Regions from separate parts of the Mus musculus genome. Here all the other regions are linked to region 3. A link is a contact called in public Hi-C, Micro-C and promoter capture Hi-C data. All regions are on one chromosome and are shown on one strand. The core of a region is the stretch at or near the end of the contact, and the rest is flanking DNA. Distances in the headings are between cores, read along the strand shown. Region 1 holds the start of Dipk1a (divergent protein kinase domain 1A). Region 2 holds the start of Mtf2 (metal response element binding transcription factor 2). Region 3 holds the start of Fgfrl1 (fibroblast growth factor receptor-like 1). Region 4 holds the start of Ccdc18 (coiled-coil domain containing 18).

Region 1 (3,257 bases), core at 434-2,933, 710 kb before region 3:
TTACCTTTAAATTTTTTTGAGACAAAATTTCTCTATGTAGTCGTCACTAATCTCGAACTTGTTATGTAGACTATGCTGGCCTCAAACTCAGAGGCCTGATTCCCAAGTGCTGGTATTTAAATAGTTTAAACATTTTTAAAAATTAATAATCTTAATATTAGCCCACTAGCAAGCTTACCCTAATTTCATCATTGATAACGATGCAAATTCAGAAAAGTAAGAAACACACTAAGTGTTTGTCATTAATGTAAGCATAACTATTTGTAAAACTAATTTTGTTTGCGTGGTGTCGGGGATTGAATCCAGAACTCTTAATTTCTAACCTTAACCACATCAGAAAACCTTTGTACAGTTATAGCGCCAAAGATTGCATTCACATCTGTGGAAAACATTTAAAGCCAAAACTAAAGCCTAAAGCTCTACCAACTCCAAAAATTAATAATAGAAAGCTAAGTAGTTTAAGTTCAAAGATTTTAAACATGCCCAAATACTTTAACCTGGAGGGGTGGAATGCTAGACTAGGTTCTAATACTGGTACTCAAGGCACAACTATTTCTGGTGGCGCTGCTACAAACATTCAGTTTTACACCCTTAAAACCATGAGTTGTCAAGTCAGTCTCTCAATCTGGGTTTCTCTCGTTTCGATGTAATGACTTACACTTGCAAATTTCAAATTAAAATATAAGATTTATTTGGACAGTAACGGTTTCTCCTCAACTTTTTCTTTTTTTTCCATACTCATAAGAAGCACACCAACAACTGACCTAAATACACGTCCCATGTCGTCAGGCCTTTTAATGTAAGCAGTGTCCTCTAGAGACATATAACAATACTGCCAATGTGTGAGGCATTGATTTGTAGTTGTTTTTCCATCCGAGCTATGGATTTGTGCTCAGCTACTCACGACGTCTACTAGGTCCCCCTGGTGACCAAACAGTGCACCAAAGCAGCAGGAGGGTTCTAAAGCCTACTGACAGCGGAACAGAAAATCATGAAAAATTAACACGGCAACAGTACACACGACGTGACTGTGAATTGCGTTCGCACTGCTGGCGGGCTGAGTGAAGAGCCGTACAACGGTCACCATCCCCTTTTTGCAAAAGCATCGCCTCGATCGAGCTTGCCTACTCCTCCCTCCCATTTAAACCAGAGATGTGATGAGAACACCAAACCCAGGGGATCTGCACGAGGCACAGCTACTGGCTGGGACTTGGGGAACCACTGGTATGACAATCGGTCACGATTCTGTGGAGCATGGAGGAATGACACACCACCCTTTCCTACCCCAGACACAGAGTCAGGAATGGCAGGTCGAGGGGGGGCCCTTGGGGAAAGCGGGAGAGCACGCAGAGGAGGGACCGCGGCGCGTCCGGGGCCGGGACTCAGAGGGGCTCAGGGCTGGGGCGGCGCCCGAGGAGCGGGACCAGGGCTGGGAGGGCGCGCCGCCAGGTGCCGGTCCGCAGGAGGCGGCGGGGCGCGCACGGAGGGAGGACGGGGCGCTGAGTCCCGCGTGGCGCGGAGCGGAGGGCGCGTGGCGGGGCCGCGGCCGGCCTACCTGGAGGTAATGGGGTTTCCTCAGCCAGGCCCCCGCGCAGAGACTCCTCGCCATGGCACTCACATCGCCCCGCCGCGCCGCAGTCGGAGGCGGACCCGAGCGCGGCCGCCCGCCGGCCTCCCCGCCCCTGCCCCGCCGGCCCGCCCACGGCCCGCCCCCGGCGCGCGCTCCCCGGGGCCGCGCTGCGGCGAGGGCGGCGGGTAGCGGAGGCCGGCTCCGCGCGCAGAACCCCACCCCCACCGCCAGCCGCGGCGGTCGTCAAGGCGCGGGCGCGGGGCTCCGCCATAAAGGGGAGTCGAGCCTCGCGTCCGCCGACACAAATCCGCCTGCGCCTCCGTGCTTAAAGGGGAGGCGCGGACGGGGGAGGGGTACGGCCGAGGCGGGTGCGAGCAGCACGGGGGTGCGCAAAACGTGGGCTCCGTGGAGCGCCCACTTCACTGTGAGGCTTGCGGCTTCACGCGCGGAGTCCCGCCGTCCGCGCTCTGGACCTGTGCGAGCGGATTGCACGGAAATTCTGTGGATGCTTAGAGCTGCATCCTAGGCGACCAACTAACTCATAGATCCTCTCCAGGGAAAGGAGGCTCTCCGGAGACGCGACCACCGCTATCTAGGGGAGGAAGGGACTCCTTCCCGCTCAGTTCTGCGTGGCCTTCCAGACACTTCGCCTCTTTGCGTACCTTAAATTTAATGCAATTTTTTTCTTTTATTTCTTTTTCTTTCTTTTTTACCATTTCGACTTTTTGAAGTTTGCATTGTTTGCAAAACAGCCTCAGAGTTTTCTTGCCTCTACCACAGAATCATGATTCACACGTTAAATACATAATTAAATAAATAAATGCCGGATAAATACAGTGAAGGCAGGAGACCTTCTAGGATATAGCAGAGCAGCTCAGTTAAGGCTATACACCTCAAGGCGTTGCTTTCTTCTGTTGACACTGATGGCCAAATAAGGGAGAAGGGGCCACCCTGGGAGGAGTACAGCTATTGATCTGAGTGACTTCAATGCAGGGAGATGCAGGTCCTACTTCATTTTTTTCCCTTGCTATGCCGTACTTTATGTTTCTAGTGCTTTCAGTTTCTGGAAACAGGTCTTTAACCTGGATAATATTTTGTTACTCGCAAAGAAGTGCATGAGCCACTGACTTTCACTTTTAATTAAATGACTTCAGTAATTTCTAAAGTAAAAGTAAATATGAGCTGGGCATGGTGACTCATGCCTGTAATTCCAGCACTTGGCCAACCGGAGCTACTTAAGACAAAGACAGACAAAGGGAGGGAAGGAAGAAGGAGGAAAGGACGGATCCTACCGGTTTCCTTTAGTTGTTTTTTTGTTTTTTGTTTTTTTAAAGATTTATTTATTACTTATTATATGTAAGTACACTGTAGCTGTCTTCAGACACTTCAGAAGAGGGAGTCAGATCTCGTTACGGATGGTTGTGAGCCACCATGTGGTTGCTCAGATTTGAACTCCGGACCTTCGGAAGAGCAGTCGGGTGCTCTTACCTGCTGAGCCATCTCACCAGCCCTTTTTTTTTTTTTTTTTAAGATTTTATTATTTATATGTGTATGTCTGCCATATTTGTGTGATTGCTTATAAAAGCCAAAAGAGGGCATCAGAACACCTGGGGCTGGAATTTCAGTTGGTTTTAAGCTGCCCAACTTGGGTGCTGGGAACCAAACTCGAGTTCTCTGGAACAGCCAG
Region 2 (3,003 bases), core at 177-2,676, 630 kb before region 3:
AGAGACAGAGACAGAGAGAGTGTGTGTGTGTGAGAGAGACAGAGAGAGTGTGTGTGTGTGAGAGACAGAGAGAGACAGTGTGTGTGTGAGAGAGTCAGATACAGAGACACATGAGAGAGAGAGAGAGACAGAGAGAGAGAGAAAGAGGGAGAGACACAGATTGATATAATGTACTGAATAAAATATACTGTATAATACAAAGCTAGCCATGGTGGCTCAGGCCTTTTAATCCCAGTACTGAGGAGGCAGAGACAGGAAGATCTCTGTGAGCTTGAGGCAAGCCTGGTCTACACAATGAGTTCCAGGACAACCAGAGCTATATAATAGATAGACTCTGTCTTCAAAAAAGAAAAAAAAATGTAGTATAATATGAATATGCCTATTTGCCAGATTTTTCAGAACCTAGGTAAAGGGAACTCTTTTTTGTTTTGTTTTGTTTTGTTTTTCGAGACAGGGTTTCTCTGTATAGCCCTGGCTGTCCTGGAACTCACTCTGTAGACCAGGCTGGCCTTGAATTCAGAAATCTGCCTGCCTCTGCCTCTCAAGTGCTAGGATCAAAGGCGTGCGCCACCACCGCCCAGCTTAAAGGGAACTCTTGAAATATGAGTGAAAGGAATTTAGATCATAAGAGGTATTTCTTCAGAGAGAAAATTCAGTACTGCCTCTGTGACATAATCTGTGATAAAAAGTATATGACTCTGAAAATATTTTCACAAAATAGAAACGTATTACAGGTGTTTCTATAAGTGCTGGGTTGCATTCAAATATAAGTCAAAGATATAAGCATGCATTCCATTTATCAGCTGGGCCTCATATAAAAGCCTGCAATAGTATGAAAGTTGTGTGTTCCTTCAATCAACTGCTTTGCAGGAGGGTATGCTCAAATTTCACTACAATTAGGAAAGGTCACAAAGCAGGTAAACAGGGAAAAAAAAATCTCGTTCATCGTCAGAGGAAAAAAAAGTGAAAATCTCCCATTACAGATTCCAGATAAGTTTGGATTTGGATAGTATTCATTGAACGAAATTTGCCATCCAGGGTCTCCTCCCCACTTAAGGGGATTATAACAGCAGGCCTCTAGGTGAAGGTAAAAGAAAAGTATTTTTTCCAGTTAATAATTTCCTTTCTTCAGAAAGGAAATCACCCCATCAAGATGTACTGAGCAATATCCTATTTCTGAGGGCATTAAAAAAGACCGCACGAAAGACTGGACACGATCTCTCTTTTTAAAAGACCTAGTAAGGCAAGCATCAGCGTCGGGAAGCGCTGCGCTCACTATTGTGTCTGCACCGGCAGCAAGAGGACTTAATTCCACCGCGACGTTAAAGAGTCCCTCTTTGTTCAGCGCTGGTCCGGGACGCAGGGCGCGGTGTTCCTCCGCGCTCGCCGCGCAGGCCCCGCCCCTCTGCGGCTCTGGAGAGCTGCCATTCGGCCCCGGAGTAGCTCCGCGCTCCCAGAATGCACCGCTAGTCCGCGGGAAACCAAAATGGCGAAGGGCTGTTGCGAAGTGGTCTGTGTTTGAGGCCGGTGTGAGCACGCACATTCTCCTTCCTAACCCTCGTCCCCAAGGAACTCGGTGTGTGTGTGCGTGTGCGCAGGGCTCCCGCTGGGGCGGGTGCCCAGGGAGTGCCCGGACTCGCGGGGGAGCGCCCACGGGAACGAGATTGCTTCTATTTTCCTGTATGAAGCGGTTGGCACCACTTAAGTGACCGAATGAGGTGAGAGACCTTGGCCTGGGAACCGACTCTTTGGGAGGAGGTTGGGATGAGGAGAGACGAAAGAAAGGAAGCAAAAGAAAGGGGAAAGATGGAGGCTCCGCTTTGGGCAAGGGAGTCCTGTGTGGGGGTGTTTTTGCATTGATGCATATGTTGAAAGAATGGATCGGGAGGGGTAGTCAGTGAGATGTTGGTAAAAATAGGGACTGGGGGAAGGAGCGGGGCGCCCCGCTCGGGAGTCAGTTGGTGGAATTAGATAAAACGTTGAGACAGGGAAGCTGTGTTTGGAGGGCAGGAAGGAACCTGGGGGCGGGAGACGGTTGGAGGGGCAGGATGAACCTGGTGATGAGGGGGTGGGGAACCGAGGGGAGGAGCCGTCAGAATGCGGGGAGCCTAGTAGAGGGGCTGACTGGCACTTTAAGGGGTGCTAAGGAAAGTAGCAGTTTGGAACCAGAGGGTGCTGGAATTGTGTGGAATTGTGGTAGGGGAATCTAGTGGTGGGCTAGATAGCTAGCGTACGAGGATGAGGAAAATACCCTGGAAAGCAAGCCCTGGAAGCTTAAAGAGAAGAAGTGATAGGTGAATTGATACGGGGAAGAGATAGCTTTTATTTGGAGGCATTTCTTCCGTTCAATTAAAATTTCTTGCCCTGATAATTTGTATTCATCATTACAACTTAGTTACTTACGGCACTAAGGGGTTTAACCAAAATTTTCCAGGATTTCTTAACACATTTCCATAGTGCCAGAACTCTTAACTGTGATTTACAATCTGCAGTCCTTGGTGGTTAATTTTTTCTTTGGCAGAGATGGATTTATTGAGTGGTACGAGAGATTGTGAACAATAGGAAAAGGGGTATGGAATGCTGTTTTATTCTTTAAAACCTTTAACTTTGGTTGAAGATATTACCATGCAACAGTAGTTAGAATTTGAAAACCCAGACAAGCCTGTAATTGACATAGAAAAGTACCTCATGAGATCAAAGTAGAGCTAGAAATATGTTAGTGGTTGGTTGACTCCGTTTTCTCTAGCAGCAAGTACTTTCTCCTTCAAATAGATTCCATGTAATCTTCATAGGAACTTCTGCAGACTGTTTTCAGCCTTTATGTTTTAATTTTTCTTTTGGGAATTTCTTTTTTGGGAGAGAATTGTGGGTAAAAAAACTGATTCTTTTTAGGATGCTGGATAATACTTTAAATGTTTATTTTTTTATTTAATGTATATAAGCACACTATTGCTGTCTTCAGACACATCAGAAGAGGGCATCAGATCCCATTACAGATGGTTG
Region 3 (3,416 bases), core at 876-3,375:
CTTTTCAGCCTCTGCAGCTGATCCTGAGCTATCCTCAGTACGGTTGATTGTCTACCTTGTTCAGCCGCACTTCCAGACCATCACAGAGCCTGGTCTTACCAGGGCTCAGAGAATGAGGATCACAGAGAATTAGGAACCGCAGAGTTTACCTCTGCTGGCAGATGCTGCAAACAAACTTGTGATGCTCTGGAGTGGGATTGTCGAATGGACAGGGAATGGCCAACGGCCTAGGTTTCACTTTTAAAGGGGCAGGGCTTGCAACTCCGGTTTCGGGTTCCAAAGAGCAGTGAGGCGAGCCTAGCCAGGTTCCAAAGCTGCGCAGCGGTTTCCGGACAGCAGGAGTGGATACCCTGTGAGCACCGGGCAGGACGTGGAGGGGCGGGGCGGGGCTGGGGTGGTAAATTCCCTCCATAGCTGCCTAACCTATCACCTCCGCCAGGGGGCAGCGTGTTCTTTCACCGGGCAGGGGTAAGGAGTGGAGAACCTGGGCAGGTGGGCCACAGGGAACAGGTGCGGGGGCTGGGGGCTGGGGGCTGGGGGGGGGGGGGCGGCGGTCTCTTCAGCAGGGAACATATAAGGTGAAGGAGGCTGGAGGTGGTGACCAGGGGTTTAGGGCCTAGTGGCCAGGCAGAAGGGAAGCATAGAGTAGTGTTTCTCCCTTCCTGGCACACCTGTACTGACACACCTGTCTTTGAACAAGCCTCACTCACCTGTGGTCTCTGCACCTTCCCGTCTAACTTCAATCCATTGCCTACCTTTTTCTGCCCATTGGGCTCATTTGCTTTTAACCTCCCCACACTACAGAGCCACCTCCACACACAACTGCTCTTGGTTGGCAGCAACACAATGTTGTTGCACTACATGCTTCGGTGGCATCTCCTCACAAAACTTTCTGTGGAGCCAGGACCTACTCAGACTAGTCAGGACCCACTCTGTCTGTTTTAAATGCTTTCTGTGACCCCAGTACTAGCCCAAATTCTCTGGTAGCCCAGAGAAAGTTCCATGGGCTGCTTCTGAGACACAGCGTTGCAGTTGAGATGGGTACTTGGACCTTCATGCAGAGGAGACAAGGTTCACCTCCATTTGCCCACACTAGCCCAGAAACAGAATTTGGGGCTAGGAACACTAGGCTATTCCTCGGTTTCATTTTTCTCTGACAGGCTTCCGGAAAGAGGGGGTGCTTCTTAGCTTAGAGAAGAAAAGTTGTTTGGATCAGGGTCCTTGAAAGCGGAGCTTAGGAGTGGTCTCTTGGGAGGCACTACCGGGGCGTCAAAAATTATGGGATTTATGTTGAGAAAACTGGCAAGACTCATGTTTTGATGAATTTTGGCTCTGGTGAGTGAGGGTAGGCAGGAAGCTGTCTGGAGAGATCGCGGGGGATGGATCAGGATGCTGCTGAAGGGAGCTAGTGAGGTTTGGGAAACTCACCAGTCTTTCTGTTTGATGGGTGCAGGGGTACAGCAAGACACTTGCTAAGTAGCAAAGACAAAAGGGTGTGTTGATTACTATCACAAAGCAGGTGAGGTGCAGAGAAGTATCCAGGTGGGCTGTAGGACCCTCTCAGCCTTCCTAAGGTCCTAGGTACAACTAGATGCTCAAGTCAGGGCTTCGTTGGACTCCAGCACTGGAGATCTGCGCCATCTCCCCCCCCCCCCCCGCACCTTACCCCCCCACCCCCACCCCCCCACCCCCCGCCCTCAAACCAGAGCAGCACAGCGGCCTCTCTACTCACAAAAGCTCGAAGGTTCCGTTCAGCTCCCTTCCTCCTGTTTAAAGCCGGGAGTAGAGACAGTGCAGTAACGGCCAGCTCTGGGGGCCAGGGGCCTAGCTGGTGCAGATACCGAGTGGGCTCCGCGGCCATCAGCTGGTCTTCAGGCTAGCGGGACCGCGCGTTCCCAGAGCCCAGGGGCGGGGGCGCGGCGAGGCAGGGCCGACTGGGCGCGCTCCGGGGAGCCGCCAGCCTGAAGGGCAGAAGCACTGCGAGGGTTAAGCAGCGAGCCTGGCGGGCACGTGTGCGGATTGGAGCAAAGTTTCGGGGAGGGGCGGGGAACGGGGCGGACTGGGGCTCGCAGATTGGCCGGAAGTTGTGCGGGGCGGAGCTCAGGGCTGCTCCGCGCTCGCTCCGGGAGAGTTGACAAAGCCCCGCAGGGAAGGACGCCTCGCGGCGCGGCGCCCCGGGCCCCTCGCCCCGCCGCCCCTCTTCCCCGCCCTCGCCAAGCCTCGCCGTTTATCCGCGCGGACAGCGCGCCCCGCGCCCCAGCCCGGCCCCAGCCGCCAGCGCCCAGGTAGCGCCGCCCCGCCCAGGCCGGGCCCGGGGGCGCGGGGGGCGGGATGCGGCGCCCGGGGCAGCGATGACCGCGTCGCGCTGCTCAGGGGCCCGGCTCTGACCCCGTTGCCTGCTGCGCGCCCCCGCGCTGATCCCTGTCGAGGTGAGCCGGGCTGTACGTCCGCGACCCCCGGAGGGAGGGCTGGAATGGGTTAGAGTGCGGGGCGCGAAGGGCAGGGCCGCGATCACTGTGCGGGGCGGGAGCCGGGCTCGCGCCGTAGCTGCTCCTGTGGGGCCCGCGGCCCTGCCCCGCGCCCCGCCCCCCCTTGAGCCCCACGTGGGCCCCCCAGCGCAAATTTGTCCGCTAATGGCGCAGGCGATTATCTGCGGGGCCGCTCGGTGTTGTGTGTCCCGCGGGCAGGGCCCGAGTTACAAGCGCCAGGAATCCAGACGGTGTTTGGAAAGGGGGCGGCGGGGGCGGCTGGTAATTAGTGTAAACCCTTTGTCTGCCTTTGATACGCTCAGCGTCTACGCGCCTCGCTTCCTTTGCCTGGAGCTCGGCGCCGAGGGGGGCCGGACCCTGGCTCTGCGGCCGCGACCTGGGTCTTGCGGGCCTGAGCCCTGAGTGGCGTCCAGTCCAGCTCCCAGTGACCGCGCCCCTGCTTCAGGTCCGACCGGCGAGATGACGCGGAGCCCCGCGCTGCTGCTGCTGCTATTGGGGGCCCTCCCGTCGGCTGAGGCGGCGCGAGGTGAGTCCTGGCGCCCAGTCTGGCGCTTTGGCCTCTGCAGCGCCGCCCCTTTCCCACCAGCCCTGAACTCTGCCACACAGTGCCCGCCTGGCACACTCCTCCCCTCCCTGTCTGCTCCATCGCAGCAGATCCTCCCCCCAACCCCCATCCTTAACCTGAAGTACTGTCGGTTTTACATGCCTCTACCTCACTCTTGGGGTTACCTAGTCACAATCAGATACCCCCAGCTCACCCTCTTTGGCTGACACCTCATGTAAAGGGCCCCAGAATCATTTGACTGTTGGCCTTGCCTAGGTCCTTTCCAGGACAGCCTCATAATCTTGCATAAACACACTTTCAGGTGCATATCTAGATGGAGAGCAGGTGGTTGTCACCCCTCCCCCAGATTCTTGGGGAGTGGA
Region 4 (3,197 bases), core at 11-2,510, 560 kb before region 3:
CGCATGGACACAATTCAATACTCCCAAGACTGGGTTTCACTATGCAGCCTTGACTGTTCAGAGATCCACTTGCCTCTGCCACGGGAATGCTGGGGTTAGAGGCGTGTGCCACCACTGCCCAGCCACAATTCAAAACATCGTGCCGATTTTATAATATCGGGATTTGGTGAAAGTGGTGAGAGTGAGTCAAACAAGTGTTATCACTTCGTCCAATAATAAAGAAGAACGTGTATCAACCCCTTACAGCGAACTTCTCAGAACTGTAGGGTATGTAAACTAGCTTGAAATGGCTTGGGGGAATTAAGAAACAAAGAGTAACGCCATTGACGTCACCAGTGCTGGCCTCTTTCCGACCAGAGGAAAGGGAAGAGAGAGGGTAGGTGTCAATTTTAGGACTGGCCAAACTTGTGAGTTCCAGGCTCCCAGGAGCCCCGCTTAAGTACGCCTGCGCCAAGCAGGCCAGTTTCCCAGGAGACCCTCCTCGGATTCACCTCGGTCGCTGTCCCACCTTTTCCAAGTAGGTGAGAGGCGACCATGTGGTGCGGCCCGGCCCAAGGAAGGCTAGCCCACTTCCGCACTTACTTGGTATTCGATCTCCAACGATGCCTTCAGGGGCATGGGCTGGTAGAAACACTCCTTCCGGCCGGCCGGCAGCGTGAAGGTAAAATCACTGTCCAAAGAGGGTGTGAAGCCGGCCGCCCCGCGCAGCAACGCTGCGGGCAGAGCGGACAGGAGCAGCACGGGGAATGGCAGCCACATCCTGCCGCCCATCCCTGTCGATCTCTGCCTGGACGCGTGTAGGGAGGTGCGGGATACTGGTGTCTCCGATTTGAAATCCCGATCTGAGGGAACTTCAGGCAGCGGCGAGCCTCACTCTCTTGGAAGGTGGAAGCACTGCCTTCCACTGGGCCGGGCGAGGGCGGGGCCAGCGTCCCCTTTCGGCTGCCTTCTGGGTTTCGCATCCTTCCTTCACACCAGACTTGTCGGTTTCGGCTTCCCTCACACACGCCAATCAACGTTGGCGGGGGTAACGACGGGAAATGTAGTCCGAGGTGACCACGGCACGCCGCTCATCCGCGCTTCCAGACTCATTTCCCGGCATGCCCTGCGCCCCGCTCCCGTTCGCAGAGCCCCGCGTGGTGGGCGGGGTCGGGGCCCGGGAGGCGGGTCCCAACGGCTGCCGCGGCGGTTCGAACTCGGCGCCTCGGAGGTTCGCTGGTTCTCCTCATCGAGAGTCAGAGGCTTCCATGTCGTGGGCTGCGAGAGTGTCCCAGGCTTCCGAGCGCAGAGGAGGCTCGCGGTGCGCCGTGGTCTGGGGACGCTAACCCCGCCTGCGATCTGGGTGGTGAGCAAACGCCTCCTGGCTGGAAAAGGGCTTTCCCGAGGGGTTTGTTTTCTCTTGGGACAGTCGACCTGCGCCTGGCCTGCTTGTGAGGCGTTTTCTTTTATTTGAGGCAGAATCGGAAAGGAGGCTGCCAGACTTTGCTCTACTCCCTACAGGCAGATGGAGGACCTCTTTCTTGAAATAAAATACTGTATAAAACCATGTACTCTTTCTCAAGCGGAAAGTCCTGTCACAGGATTTTATAGAGTGTAAAGTGCTTGTCCTTCGCTCGATGAGTGTGCGTGTGTGAGAACTCATTTTTCACTAGACTTGAAGATACGGTTGTCAGGGCCGCCCTATAGGTAAGATGATAAGCCTTTCTACGTACACATACTACAGGTAAACGTAGGAAAATGAGGATGTTTAAATACCAGACGTATCCAATTCTGAACGGCTAGAAAATTCTTACGTGAAAATGCACAAGTTGCTGAACGTAAAAGCCTGACTTAAATGGTGTCCTACAGTACTGATCAGCATTTTCTAGTCTCAAGTTTCTTCTTTTCTCTCCTCCATTATTCTGTACGAAGCTAGAGATGTTGCATAGATGTGAAGTAGCATGGATTCCTGAGCCACTGACTGGGGAAGTCTTCCAGCTTATGCAGAAGCAAATTTGTTAAAAAGAAAACCAGAAACAGGGTAGAAAAGGGTAGAAACATTTACATCTACAAAATATCTCGTTTAATTTTAGGCCTCAACTTTTTCCAATAAGGTGCGAGGTGTTTTTTTGTTTTTGTTTTTTTTTCCAATCCACCCTACTCCTGAGAAATTTTGCGTGGGAAATTAATGTACCAGGACCGTTTTTACCTGAGTGAGGGAGGGAGAAGGCAGTTTATTCATTTATCCGTTCAAAATAATTGAGTTTTCCTAAGTGCATTACACTCTTGAACATAATAGGTGGGAATTAATAATATCTGTAACCCAAATTTTAAGAAAGGCAATGAAAGAGGTGCTACAGTGAAAAAAAAATTAAATGGAATATGAGAGAGAAGTGAAATTGTAAGATTATGCAGAAAGTTCTATAGTAGGAGTGGAAATTCTAAAACTTTTTAGTTTTTATTTTAGTAATTACAATAATAAAGCATCCTTTACTGTGATTTCAAGAATATTAATTTTACTCTGTGTCTGTGGGTGTTTGGGATCCTCTGAAACTCGAGTTACAGACCATTGTAAGCTACCATGTGGGGGCTGAGAATATCAGTGGCAACCCTTTGAAAGAGCAATGCCTTTAAACCCAGAGCCATCTCTCCAGCCCATCATGATCTTTCTTTTTTTTTTCTTTTTTTTTTTTTTAAGATTTATTTATTATTTATTATATGTAAGTACACTGTAGCTGTCTTCTGACATTCCAGAAGAGGGAGTCAGATCTCGTTACGGATGGTTGTGAGCCACCATGTGGTTGCTGTGATTTGAACTCTGGACCTTTGGAAGAGCAGTCAGGTGCTCTTACCTGCTGAGCCATCTCACCAGCCCCATGATCTTTCTTTTATGGCCAAGAAACTTAGTTTCATGCTCACAGGTTGGTGCAGCAAACAGTTCACTGCATGTAGTTCTATGAGTTGAACTGCTAACTGTCATTTTTGTTTTGTTTTGTATTTTTTTGAGACCATGTCATACTATACAGGCCAGGTTGGCTTTGCGCTCACAGAGACCCACTTGCCTCTACTTCCCAAGTGCTAGGATTAAAGGAATGGTAACCATATCCACTCTCTACATGTCATTTTGATCTGTGATTATGACTCGCGAGTGTTGTTAAATTTTACAACCACTGTGAATGGGAGGAGATAACTTACCTGGTAATAATAGCTTTTAAGAA

What was found. Promoter capture Hi-C pulls out the DNA fragments that hold promoters and counts their contacts. Hi-C and Micro-C count contacts between places; a contact is called where the count stands out from the background.
Region 1: a contact with region 3 is called in a Micro-C map of embryonic stem cells, with 6 times the contacts expected there. The contact joins the promoter of Dipk1a here to the promoter of Fgfrl1 in region 3. A contact is called at or near these places in 3 of 39 promoter capture datasets (cranial neural crest, embryonic stem cells and second pharyngeal arch cranial neural crest) and 1 of 484 Hi-C or Micro-C datasets (embryonic stem cells).
Region 2: a contact with region 3 is called in a Hi-C map of muscle stem cells, with 4 times the contacts expected there. The contact joins the promoter of Mtf2 here to the promoter of Fgfrl1 in region 3. A contact is called at or near these places in 4 of 39 promoter capture datasets (cranial neural crest, maxillary cranial neural crest, pre-B cells and 1 more), 1 of 484 Hi-C or Micro-C datasets (muscle stem cells), 2 of 115 datasets of contacts at active chromatin or transcription factors (bone marrow-derived macrophages and microglia) and 1 of 9 other capture datasets (liver).
Region 4: a contact with region 3 is called in a promoter capture Hi-C map of neural stem cells. The contact joins the promoter of Ccdc18 here to the promoter of Fgfrl1 in region 3. A contact is called at or near these places in 5 of 39 promoter capture datasets (3T3-L1-derived adipocytes, cranial neural crest, neural stem cells and 2 more), 4 of 115 datasets of contacts at active chromatin or transcription factors (astrocytes, cardiomyocytes, embryonic limb bud and 1 more) and 1 of 9 other capture datasets (adipose tissue).

The regions. Positions count from the first base shown.
Region 1 is chr5:107,985,394-107,988,650 of GRCm38.p6, forward strand. Dipk1a (divergent protein kinase domain 1A) reads right to left here and starts at 1,684. Exons shown (of 5, transcript NM_026062.4): 1 at 1,556-1,684. The coding sequence starts at 1,609.
Region 2 is chr5:108,064,248-108,067,250 of GRCm38.p6, forward strand. Mtf2 (metal response element binding transcription factor 2) reads left to right here and starts at 1,427. Exons shown (of 15, transcript NM_013827.3): 1 at 1,427-1,718. The coding sequence starts at 1,714.
Region 3 is chr5:108,692,104-108,695,519 of GRCm38.p6, forward strand. Fgfrl1 (fibroblast growth factor receptor-like 1) reads left to right here and starts at 2,126. Exons shown (of 7, transcript NM_054071.2): 1 at 2,126-2,429; 2 at 2,792-3,015. The coding sequence starts at 2,949. Gm42151 (predicted gene, 42151) reads right to left here and starts at 1,963. Exons shown (of 2, transcript NR_168910.1): 1 at 1,733-1,963.
Region 4 is chr5:108,131,654-108,134,850 of GRCm38.p6, forward strand. It overlaps Ccdc18 (coiled-coil domain containing 18), which reads left to right and starts at 1,261. Exons shown (of 29, transcript NM_028481.1): 1 at 1,261-1,345. It overlaps Tmed5 (transmembrane p24 trafficking protein 5), which reads right to left and starts at 967. Exons shown (of 4, transcript NM_028876.3): 1 at 583-967. The coding sequence starts at 771.